2 separate regions of the Pan troglodytes genome follow, and region 2 is linked to region 1. A link is a contact called in public HiChIP or PLAC-seq data. All regions are on one chromosome and are shown on one strand. The core of a region is the stretch at or near the end of the contact, and the rest is flanking DNA. Distances in the headings are between cores, read along the strand shown. Region 1 holds the start of LRRK1 (leucine rich repeat kinase 1). Region 2 holds the start of CHSY1 (chondroitin sulfate synthase 1).

The links. HiChIP or PLAC-seq counts read pairs in DNA pulled down with a chosen protein or histone mark.
Region 2: a contact with region 1 is called in an H3K4me3 HiChIP or PLAC-seq map of stem cell-derived excitatory neurons, with 7 times the contacts expected there. The contact joins the promoter of CHSY1 here to the promoter of LRRK1 in region 1. A contact is called at or near these places in 3 of 7 Hi-C or Micro-C datasets (blood, induced pluripotent stem cells and stem cell-derived neural progenitor cells) and 1 of 1 datasets of contacts at active chromatin or transcription factors (stem cell-derived excitatory neurons).

Annotation. Positions count from the first base shown.
Region 1 is chr16:92,781,647-92,787,562 of NHGRI_mPanTro3-v2.0_pri, reverse strand. LRRK1 (leucine rich repeat kinase 1) reads right to left here and starts at 2,152. Exons shown (of 34, transcript XM_016927549.4): 1 at 2,018-2,152. ALDH1A3 (aldehyde dehydrogenase 1 family member A3) reads right to left here. Exons shown (of 13, transcript XM_001142882.7): 13 at 4,849-5,916.
Region 2 is chr16:93,120,291-93,126,206 of NHGRI_mPanTro3-v2.0_pri, reverse strand. It overlaps CHSY1 (chondroitin sulfate synthase 1), which reads left to right and starts at 2,406. Exons shown (of 3, transcript NM_001396069.1): 1 at 2,406-3,332. The coding sequence starts at 3,013.

The sequences.
Region 1 (5,916 bases), core at 903-3,402:
CATTCGTATCACCTAGTTCCTTTTTGAACCAAAATCCTGGTCAAAATGGTTAGCCCATGATTCTAGAAATCTCTTGAGTGCTATTTGCATCCCTTACTAGCATTGGCTTTTGCCTATAAAATGTGTTTAATGGGTTTGGGGGCATCCAAATATCTTGGAGCTGCAGGCCAGAGAAATATGTTGTTCTCAATCCCAGATGAGCCCAAAAAGGGTGGAGGAGAGAAATGCTCCATGAGTCTGAAACCACAGGTAAGTTAGGGTTGTCCATTCCCCATCCAGTCACTCTACCACCATGCACGGGGTATCTCCCTGTACAGTTATGGGAATGAGGGCACAGCAATAAGCAAGACAGATCAGTCTCTGACCCCAAGAGCTCCAGTGGAGACCACATGATAATTAAGGAGAAATTAAACAGATAAAGAAGGAGTACAGAATGGGGACTGCAGGGAGGCTGCAGAGTGAGGGATGTGAGAGGGAGTGTGGGTTTTCAGAGGGTGACCAGGGAAGACTTTCTGAGGCTGTGTGAAGAGTCAGGAGGCAGCAGTGCAGGGGACCAGTGCTGGACAGCAAGCTCAGCCAGTGTGGCCTGGGGCAATGGCCTGGTGGTCCGAGACAGCAGAGGCTGGATCAGCTGGGGGTGTGAGCAGAAGGAGGTCTCCTGGATTGCGTGCCAATTGCAAGGAGAAGCTACTGAAGGACTCCATAAAGAGGACTGATATGGTCCGATTTACCCATTTAAACACACAGACACACACAGACGCACACTGCTATATAGAGAATGGAGGAAGGGGGAACTGAAATCCTACAGTAAAGAGATGCTGGTGCCCTGGACAAGGGCCGGGGTGGGGGGTGGGGGCATAAGAAAAAGGGGACAGATCGGGACACATTTTAGACATAGATTCAACAGACTGAATTTTTTTATCTGAGCATCCGAGTTGACTGCGAGGTCACTGCCAGAGACATCGACTTTTGGGAGAGGGAAAGGTTGGCTGACCGCAAAACCTCCCTTAGGAACAAATTAGGCGTGAGGTTAGTTTGTTATATTATTTTCTCTTTCAGGACATAGGCAAAGATGAAGAAAATCAAATCATAAAAGGCGTCTAATGTTAACATTTTCCAAAACTGTGCATGTTCTAGCTATCCCTTTAATGTCTGGGCATTTTGATACCCTGTGAGTGACTGGCAAACTCTATAATTAGTGTACACGGTGAGAGGTTTGCTGAAAGCTACATGCCCCTGTTTCTCTACCTGTTGCAGGGGAAGTGTTTGTGGGAGAAAAACGTCGTGGCCTCAGACTGTGAAGGGGTAGGTTGAGACGGCCGCAGAGTTCTCGAATCCTCCACCAGCGTCTCCTCGCGGAGCCCGGCCTTCCTAGGCTTCCTTCCCGCCTCCCCGCCTGCCAGGAAGGTCCCCTGCAGCGACCATGGTAGACACAGCAGTGGTATCTGCGCCAGCCAGAGACCACCCGGGCGAGAAGCGTAACCCAGACGTCGAGGAGGGTGAAGCCTCGCTGGGCCACCCCCGCAACCCCAGGAAGCCCCGGACCAGCGAGAGGCTCCCGGGCGGTCTCTGGCCGACACCCCGGCCCGGGCTCACCCGCGCGCTCACTCCGCCCGCCCCCCGCTAAAGGGCTGGGTTTGCTCCAAAGGCGGAGGAAGCCTATGGACCCCCCGGTGTATCTCCCGACCTGTGTTTCTTGCCTCCGCTTCCCAGCTTTCCCGACCCTGTCCCGTACGGGGATTCGGGGTTCCCTGTCCGGGCCCCGCGCGCTCCCCTCCCGCAGGCTGGCTGGGCTCCGGGCGCGGCGGGAGGCAGCGGGGACGTGAGTCCGGGGTCGCCCCACACGCCCTGCGCAACGGCCCCCCGTGCCCGATCCCCGCGGCCGCCTGGAGCGCAGAGGCCCGCGGGCAGGCAGAGGCCGAGGCTCCCCGCGGGCGCCGGGCGCGGGCTCTGGGTTCCCCGGGCGGGCCGGGAGGCAGCCAGGCCCCCGGGGGGCGCCGGCAGGAGCAGCGCTTACCTGAGGCGGCGGCGGGGCCGGGTGCGGGCGCTCCGGGACGCGGGGCCGGGCGGACACACGGGCGGGCGGGGGCCTGGCCCTTCCCACCGCCGTCTGCCCCCCGCGCCTCGGGCCGCCCGCCGGGGCCGGGCCCAGACGCACTTCCTCAATCCTGAGGCCGGCGGGCGGGCGGGGAGGGCGGCGCGCAGAGCTCGCAAGGCCGCCGCCAGCTCTCCCAGGGCGTCCCCTCGGTGGCCGCCTCAGTTTCCCTGGCCGTAAAACGCAGGCGATCGCGCTCAATGCCCCGGGAGACGCCGGGGTCCGCGGGCCCTTCTGGCACCGGGTCCTGCTTCAGGTTCGGGCACCCGGGTCCCTCCACGCGGGGCGAGCGCGGCGATGAGATTGGTCCGTGCTGCGCTCAGCCCCGCTTTCACTATCCCTCTGCTCCAGGGGCAGCAGAATCAGCAGATGAGCCCCCGGCGTGCATGTGGCCCACACGCTCCGGCCGTAAAAATTAAACAGACAGGGAATATTCATTTGTGCAGAGCTCTCTACAGGGCAATACAGAAATGTGTCGTTCTAAAGGGTTAACGATTTGCAATTTGCATATCCTCCAACACATGGATTTTACTGATTCGGTTATGGATGTGTGCAAAGAATTTGCTGCTCGGTGAATCATTGTTAATTGTCGGCTTTGGGGGGAGTACATAAAACGTGGAATATTGGCAATTTATCGTGTTTCAACCTTTTATAAAGGTGTCACCAGGCTGCTGAGGCTAATACAGAAACGCAGACCATAAAAAAGATCTGCGTCCACGCTGCAGGCGGGCCTCACACGGAGCTCCACGTGTGGACCCAGGGACAAGGCCTGCTCAGGAAGAGCAGAGGGTTCCACGGCCTGCAGGACCAGCGCCCTGGGCTCCTCTCCTGGAAAGTTATGACTCGCATGTTCCCAGGATTTAGCGCGCATCTCCCCCACCCTCACTGCCATTTCACAGAACCCCGGCAGCTGCAGGGCTCCTGCAGGACCTCCCGGACGCCGCGGGGCCGTGTTCCCTTGAGCGGCTTCTTGGGTCCCTGGTTGGAGAGGGCACCACCGAGCAGCTTCGCTCGGCTCCTGGGAGGCTACTTCTGCCACTGGACGACTTTCCAAAAGGGTGAGCGCAGCTCTGCAATCCTGTTCTCACCCCTGAGGGCCTCACACCAGTTTGCAGGAGCCAGCAGTGTGATTGCCACCGACAAGTTCCCAACAATTTGCAGGGCGTGGTGTCCTCAGTGCTGAGAGAGCCCCGCGACGGCGGTGCAGCTCCTCCAGGGCGCTCAGCCCCGCCACCTGGCGCCACCGCGAGGGAGCGCAGGCCCAGGGCCCGGGCAGACGCTGGAGGGGACGCGCCAGGTGAAGATGGGGCACCTCCACTTCCCTTCTAAATGAGCCTGGGAATAGGCTAGGAAATGTCCCCACTGTAGAAGACAGCAGGAACATCTGACACGCGGATAACCTGTGCTGAGCTCGTTATATTCCCAGCATTTAATTCTAGCCATTAGGCATGCCTTAGCCACAGCTTCGCATAGGAAGGTTATTGCAGGTAAGTTAAGATTCCTTTCCACTTCTTCCTAAGGGTCGCTGACCCATGGTTCTCTAGCTTTTGCTGGTAATCCCACCCGGATTCTCAGCACCCTAGGTTGGAATGACCCCTCCTGAGGCGGGTGGGGTAGCTGGAAGGCACCTCCCTGAACTGACTTTTCTGCCTTTTTGAACGTGCAGTGGCTGAGCGCTACTTCAGTGTTTTCCGGTTGTCTTTCTTCAGCCCAGTACGCAGTTTCCTCGGACAGTCTTCCTTGAGCAACTTCCTAAACGCCCTTCATTATCCCCCTTCAAGCTCATGCCTAGGAGCAAGGAGCAAAGCCATTAGAAAGGCTTCATCCACCAGCAGGAGAAGCTAGGACATCCCAAAGGGTCCACTTCTAGAGAGGTGCCAACCCCCACACGCACACCAGGCACACAAATGCATGTGTGCACACGCATACCACACCCTCCAACTGTCCCCAGAATGGCTCCCTTCAGGGAGTCATGTTCCGGGACACCAAATGAGGGAAAATATCCTTCTCCTATAGTTTCCTGCTCACATTTGGATTGAGAAATGGGATGTCTCTAAATAATGTGTCTAAATTCTCTTAACATAAGTGCATATGTTACGAGAGATCTGACCCCAGCCTCCCTTAAGTTTTTTGTTAAAGTGGTGCTGCTTTGCCACCCATGTCAAAATGATCTGGGCTTTCCACATCAAATGCAAGGGATGAGCTTGGAGGACATACCCCAGTACCAGCAATGATCTTGAACCAATGGCAGCGTCAGCTCACAACGTGGTGATTGAGGCTTCTTGGTTAGAAGCTTTAGAAACTTGAGGTCAGTAAAACCCAAATTGATCCTTTCTCTAGATCCTCTAGATTTCTCTAGAGGAAAAGGTGACAAAAACAGACACTTGTGCTCACCGTCAGGGGCACAATGCTGTCCGTCAATCCTCATGCAGTCCTCCCCACCATTTCCCACACTGACATCATCACTACTTTATGATAAAAGGAGACTCAGGCAGCTTAGATGACAGCTGAAACTCAGCCAGCTATGACATGGAACCTCTGAGGCCCAGCTCCTTGCCTGGTCAACCCCCAAGCCCACAGAAATGGGTTTCACACTCAGGCAAAGCACTGGGCCCGACTGACTGAGCAAATGTAATTTTATGCTTACATTATTGATCCTGCTTTAATATCAGCCATTTCGTACAGGTCTCAGAAAGAGAAAGGCCTGCCATCGAATTCAAATGACTTTGGTCTTTAAATGAAAAAGCATAATGTTTCTCAAATATCCAATTTTATTTTATCATTCTCGCATTGTGGAATGCGATCTGCAGCTAGGATCGGAATTCCCAGGCCTATAGATTTTTAAACCACACCACAGGGGTAAACCTTAAAAGAAGTGAAACCTAACACTATATATATTTCCATTTCTAAATACAGTATATTACAGAAGGTTAAATATACCACCTCTGTGTACTTACAACTATAAAAAGATACAATAACTATACCAATTATAAATAATGTAGCATTTCATATTAAAGACATTATCGTACAATGAAAGAATAAGAACCCTCTAACGTATCACTATCAAGGTTAGCATCTATAGCTACTTGAGATAAAATACTGAAAATTCAGTGTATGAAGCCAAATCCTGATTTAACAAGTTATTGGTAGTATAAGTGATAAGTGTTAGCTGATGAAGGGAAGGCAAATGTGGTCATTTATATCTCTGACAAGGGTGATAGGCCCATTTTATACATGGTTTTCATTATACACACACTGGTTCTGATACGGGCCCTCATTTTATTATTGCCCTCCCCAACTTAATTTGCAAACGTAAGCACTACTTTCCCAATTAGGAAAGTACTAGTTAGTAACCATGAAAGTATCCGAATAACACATTTGTTTTTGTTTTTGAAGCTATATGGGAACACTTTCAGTTTCCCAAGTTAAAACATGAAATTGCACATCATCATTTGGATCCCTAAAGAGGAAAAGAAAAATTCACAACCTGCCAGTGAAATACTCAGGCCACTTGGATGAAGACCGAGGTCCTCCATAGAATCCAGGTGTTATTTACTAACTAATCAGAAATTAATATCAAAATAGGACTTAAAAATAACAAGGCTGTGTTATTACAGCAGTCTTTCCAGTTGTGTACGCTTTACTAATCTAAATTGGGTAACAGAACTGGAGAAAAGGAAGGCTACACAGACTTATCATAAGCTGTTAGTGAACACGATAGAAATGCATAATTTGTTAAAGCGAATTGCAGCTCTGATTTGTCAAATGAGGAGGTGAATTATCCTAGGATTTGCTATGCTGTTGTGGCGTTCGAAGATTGG
Region 2 (5,916 bases), core at 1,157-3,656, 340 kb before region 1:
TGGGGCTGGGCGTGGGACAGGCCTTCATACTGGGGGTACCAGTCCTGTCCAGCTGTTTGAGCCTCTGGCTGTCACTGAAGTTCTTGATTCCAGGTATTTGCTACTGGCTGTGAAATCCCCACTTAGGATAGCCTTGTCTCCTGAGCCAGGCCCCTTACTGGGACACTTTTGGATTCTTCCCCAGGAGAACTGCCTCAGCTCAACAATCCAGCTGCTCCTTCTAGATGTACTAGAGCTTGCCCTCCTGCTCCTAGGCTGCGTGCCGGAATTATAGGACCTCAGTTTCTCTCTTCTCCTTCCAACCCTCTCTTGGCCTGGCATATCCCTCTTCTCCCAGAGGGACTTCCCGTATGTCTTACTCTCCTTCTCCAGGGAATTGTAAGCCCTCAGGCTCAGCCTTTACAAAGAAAAGGGTATCCTTTCCACATTACGAAAGACCCCCATTAAGCCTGCAGGTGAGACAGGTGAGACTGTTAACCTAGGAACTGAGGGACAACTAGGAACCAGGATATTGAGGAGGACAAAATATTTGGCATCCTCAGAATATTATTCCCATCACATATTTATATACTTTTTTTTTGTTTTTTTCTTGAGACGGAGTTTCGCTGTTGTCGCCCAGGCTGCAGTGCAATGGCACGATCTCGGCTCACAGCAACCTCCGCCTCCCGGGTTCAAGCGATTCTCCTGCCTCAGCCTCCCGAGTAGCTGGGATTACAGGCATGCACCACCACCCCCGGCTAATTTTGTATTTTTAATAGAGTCGGGGGTTTCTCCATGTTGGTCAGGTTGGTCTCGAACTCCTGACCTCAGGCGATCCGCCCGCCTCAGCCTCCCAGAGTGCTGGGTTTACAGGCGTGCGCCACCGCGCCCGGCCAGCTTTTCACTGGACACTAGTTTCGAAGAAAACTAGGTAAGTCTAAAGCAGGTTAGAAAATATTGAAATCGTTGAATATGCCACAAAATTGAACATCTGAATCTGGCCAGATTCGTGCTTCATGTAAATCACTGTGAATGATGGGGCTGCTGAATTTGGGGGATCTGGTGACTCCTCGGCATTTGTGGTTTATGGTCTTACTGGAAACCTTTTTCGATGGTTTTCGAGCCTGTAATTCATGGTTGTATGTTCTGTATTTTTCCCAAGAGCACTGCTGGAATCCTGTATTCACTGCATAATGAGTATTTTATTTTTAGATGTGGATCACCCCTTAGGGAGGGACTCTGTGGGAAGGTAGGTAATGAACTATTTTTAATATAAATCACAAGTGTCAAAGAAAGTGGTAATATCCAAAGAATAAACAAGAGTGACCACCATTCAGGTGCCGAGAAGGTATCTGAAGCTCCCACAGGCATTTTAAACTGTGTGATAGTATTTCAACCATTTGGTCAACAATGAAGAAAGATCCAAGGATTGCCCCAGGCATGTGTTTATTTGATTCAATGCAGGTAACTTCTCAGGCCCAGGGAAACACTTTGCCCTTCAAAAGTTTCATTAGAAAACCCCAATATACTGGTGACTAAGTAACAAGACTGAAACTCTACACAAACTTTCGCTGTATGGAGACCTCCGCTTTTGCTGCCTTAGCTGAAGTATTGTAAAGGAAATGTATAAAACTTAAAATCCAGAGTAGAGGATCTGGGACCCAAAATCCGTCTTTAGAAATCCACGGCACTTTCACAGACGGACTATATTAAAATACTGAGAAAGTCCCAGGCTGGGGGTACTAGCCGGCTCTCTGCCCACACAGTATGTAAATGAAAGTAGGGTTTACCATCCAGGGCATTAACATCATTTTCCTTGTCTTCAAGATCCATTAAATGCTAGTACTGTATGAGGAGCGTGGACCTTAAATATTAAAGATGGCTTTTTCTTCTTCTTCTTCTTCTTTAGCGTAGAAACTAGCAACAGGGAACAAGGTAACTGAATTCACGGTCCACTCGCAGGCGCGCACGTCCCCAGGGCTCCGGGACGGCTGTTCCCTGCGTGCGGCCGCGGGACTGCGGACAAAGCTGCAGTGTGGTCGGGAGCGCGGGGCCGGGAGCGGGAGGCCGGCCCGGCGGCAGGAAGGGCGTGGCCGTGGGGTGCAGCGAGGACGGCCTGTGCGGGAGGAACGTGCGCAGCGTGGAGTCTGGGGGCCGAGAAGCCCCCACTGCAAGGCTGGCTCCTGAGATTCGCGCCCGGGCGCCGCGGTGCAGGAACCGGCCGCCCTCGCGGGGACGCCCTTGCGCCGGGTGCCAGGTGCGGATAACGGGCAGCTCCGGCCCCGCGGGCGCCGGGCGGGAGCCCACGCCCCCTCCGCCCGCCAGCTCCAGTCGCAGACCGCGCGGGCGGGGCGGGGCGCCCGAGAGGGCTTTTTTTTTTTTTTTTTTTTTTTTTGGTCAAACTTTGGCCACGTGAACCGCCCCTCATTCACTTTTGCGCCAATCGCGCGGCGCGGACGGATCCCGAGAGGGGCCACGGCTCGCCGCCGGCGGGGCCACTTCATAACGCGCTGTGCGTGACGTGAGGGGCTCCTGCTGCAATGGCGAGCTAAGCCGGAGGATGTGCAGCTGCGGCGGCGGCGCCGGCTACGAAGAGGACGGGGACAGGCGCCGTGCGAACCGAGCCCAGCCAGCCGGAGGACGCGGGCAGGGCGGGACGGGAGCCCGGACTCGTCTGCCGCCGCCGTCGCCGTCGTGCCGGCCCCGCGTCCCCGCGCGCGAGCGGGAGGAGCCGCCGCCACCTCGCGCCCGAGCCGCCGCTAGCGCGCGCCGGGCATGGTCCCCTCTTAAAGGCGCAGGCCGCGGCGGCGGGGGCGGGCGTGCGGAACAAAGCGCCGGCGCGGGGCCTGCGGGCGGCTCGGGGGCCGCGATGGGCGCGGCGGGCCCGCGGCGGCGGCGGCGCTGCCCGGGCCGGGCCTCGCGGCGCTAGGGCGGGCTGGCCTCCGCGGGCGGGGGCAGCGGGCTGAGGGCGCGCGGAGCCTGCGGCGGCGGCGGCGGCGGCGGCGGCGGCCCGGCGGGCGGAGCGGCGCGGGCATGGCCGCGCGCGGCCGGCGCGCCTGGCTCAGCGTGCTGCTCGGGCTCGTCCTGGGCTTCGTGCTGGCCTCGCGGCTCGTCCTGCCCCGTGCTTCCGAGCTGAAGCGAGCGGGCCCACGGCGCCGCGCCAGCCCCGAGGGCTGCCGGTCCGGGCAGGCGGCGGCTTCCCAGGCCGGCGGGGCGCGCGGCGATGAGCGCGGGGCGCAGCTCTGGCCGCCCGGCTCGGACCCAGATGGCGGCCCGCGCGACAGGAGCTTTCTCTTCGTGGGAGTCATGACCGCCCAGAAATACCTGCAGACCCGCGCCGTGGCCGCCTACAGGTGAGCGCCTGCTCCCCGGGCACCGCCTCCTGCGTCCGGCATCCCGGCGTCCGGCATCCCGGGTGCTCTCCTGGCTCTCGCCTCCGCCCGCTTCCTAGGCCCTTCTTGGGCTTCCGGTGGGATCGGGTTGCCTCTCGGGAGACGCCGGGCCGAGGGAGAAAAGATCAGAGGCGGGATGGTGAGCGCAGCGCTCAAGAACATGGCCTTTGGGGTCAAATGGACTAGTGTGGCCTCGCTGGGTGTGCCTCTCACCCTGATGAAGGCGTTTTAGCCTTTACAAATCGAAGCTTCTCGTTAAAAGGGCCCGACAGATCGGGTCTCCCTCATAATGTTGGAAAACTCATAGCACAGTACCTGATAGTGGAGGCAGTTGGGGCTGATATTGGATTCCCTAAAATGTGCACCTTTGTCCTTGCAAAGCTAGAGCCCGTGTACATTAATCTAGTTCTAGAACCTTTCCACATCATACTCTCACATTTCGCAGTTGGCGGCACTCCTATAAATGAAAGAGAATGCCCGCAGCACATTGGACCACACCAGTCTGTTGAGTAAAGAGAGAGAGAACCTTGGGGAAAAGCAGTTCTTGGCCCTTGGTAGATTCAGTGGAAAACTGCATTCTGGTGTTAATTAGTTCAGCTTGGTGGTGTATGCATGTTATCCAGTAACTGGGCTCTAGTTGGCCAAATGAGTCATAAAAGCAGCTGGAATTGTGTTCAGGTTTAACAAAGGGATTAGCCAATGTAGTCTTTAGAAGGGAGATGATTTTGGAATGGCTGGCATGGTTAGAATCAGATTTGTATTGGAGTGAATTTGAAGTTGGAGAGGGTTGTAGACTCGATAAAGGGATTTGATGGAAACCCTATATGTGTGAAGTATAGAGACACTTACTGTATGGAAAAAGTTTGGGTCTTATCCAGCCACAGAGCAAACCAATGTGTGGGGAATGGTTTTAGAGCATCAATGGTCTGGGAATGAAATTTCAGAGCAGCCAGTGCTGAGCCAGGCTAAGCTGGTTGCTGTTTGTTCTTATAACCAATACCTTCACACTTCAGTTTTTAAATGCAGTCTTGGTCAGATTTTTCAGGCACTAGATGTTGTGAGGGGAAAAGCATATATGGTCCTTTAGTGTCCTTTAGTAAAGGACTGAGAAATTAGGTGAAAGTGGTCTTCAGTGACTGCCCCTTGAATGGCTTGATCCCCGTTCCTGCACATTTCCATTAGGGTCCTGCTGAAGTCCAGAACCCACATTCCGCCAGGAAGGGTCCTGAGTGGCTTGAAAAGCTTAGAATGCAGGTATTGTAAATACAGACTAATGCAGGCCGGGTGCCGTGGCTCGCGCCTGTAATCCTAGCACTTTGGGAGGCCGAGGCGGGCGGATCGCCTGAGGTCAGGAGTTCGACACCAGCCTGACCAATATGGTGAAACCCCGTCTCTACTCAAGAGTACAAAAATTAGCCGGGTGTGGTGGCGTGCACCTGTAGTCCCAGCCACTCAGGAGGCTGAGGCAGGAGAATCGCTTGAACCCAGGAGGCGGAGGTTGCAATGAGCCAAGATCATGCCGCTGCACTCCAGCCTGGGCTACAGAGTGAGACTCCATCTCAAAAAAAAAAAAAAAAAAAAAAAAAAAAAAAAAATTCTATCTATCTATCGATCGATAGATAGAGATACATAGACTAATGCAGTGATTTGGGAACCAGCCTATCAGGATCTCTCCCAGATCTACCTTGCATTACCTGAGGTTTTATGGGATTATTTTTTTTTGACCAGAGAAACAGCCGCATCAGAAATCGAGGATGAGCCATATAGATTATTTACAGCATGGTTTTGAAAGTAAATCCGCATGACTAGTGTGGTGATAGACCATGTGAAATCACAGTTTTGGGGACAGTTACCAAACCAGTTAGTACAAACAGTAAATTAGGTAACTCCCTTATTTCCCCCATGCCCCCTGAACCAAATGCATTTTCATGGTTACGGTATCAATATATTCAAATCAGTGGGGGGCCTAATGCACCAGCAATACTCAGAAAATGTAATGCAGGCCGGGCACGGTGGCTCACGCCTGTAATCCCAGCACTTTGGGAAGCTGAGGCGGGCGGATCATGAGGTCAGGAGATTAAGACCATCCTGGCTAACACGGTGAAACCCCATCTCTACGGAAAATGCAAAAAAAAAAAAAAAAAAAAAAAAATTAGCCGGGCTTGGTGGCAGGTGCCTGTAGTCCCAGCTACTCGGGAGGCTGAGGCAGGAGAATGGCGTAAACCCAGGAGGCAGAGGTTGCTGTGATCCGAGATTGCGTCACTGCACTCCATCCTGGGGGGCAGAGCAAGACTCCGTCTCAAAAAAAAGAAAATAAGTAAAAGAAAATGTAATGCAAACTAGAACTACTGTTTCACACTTGGAGATGGTTTTCCAAACTCGAGCTTAACGCTCTTACTTTTGGCCTCCTTTCCACATCTCTTCCCTCATCTTTTTCTGGATGTAAGATTTAATCTCATTGTTTATTTATTATTTTTTTTTCAGGTGGTTAGGGGAAAGCAGAAACACAGTTTGCCCCCAGGCCGGGTTCTCCCTTTCTTTTGAC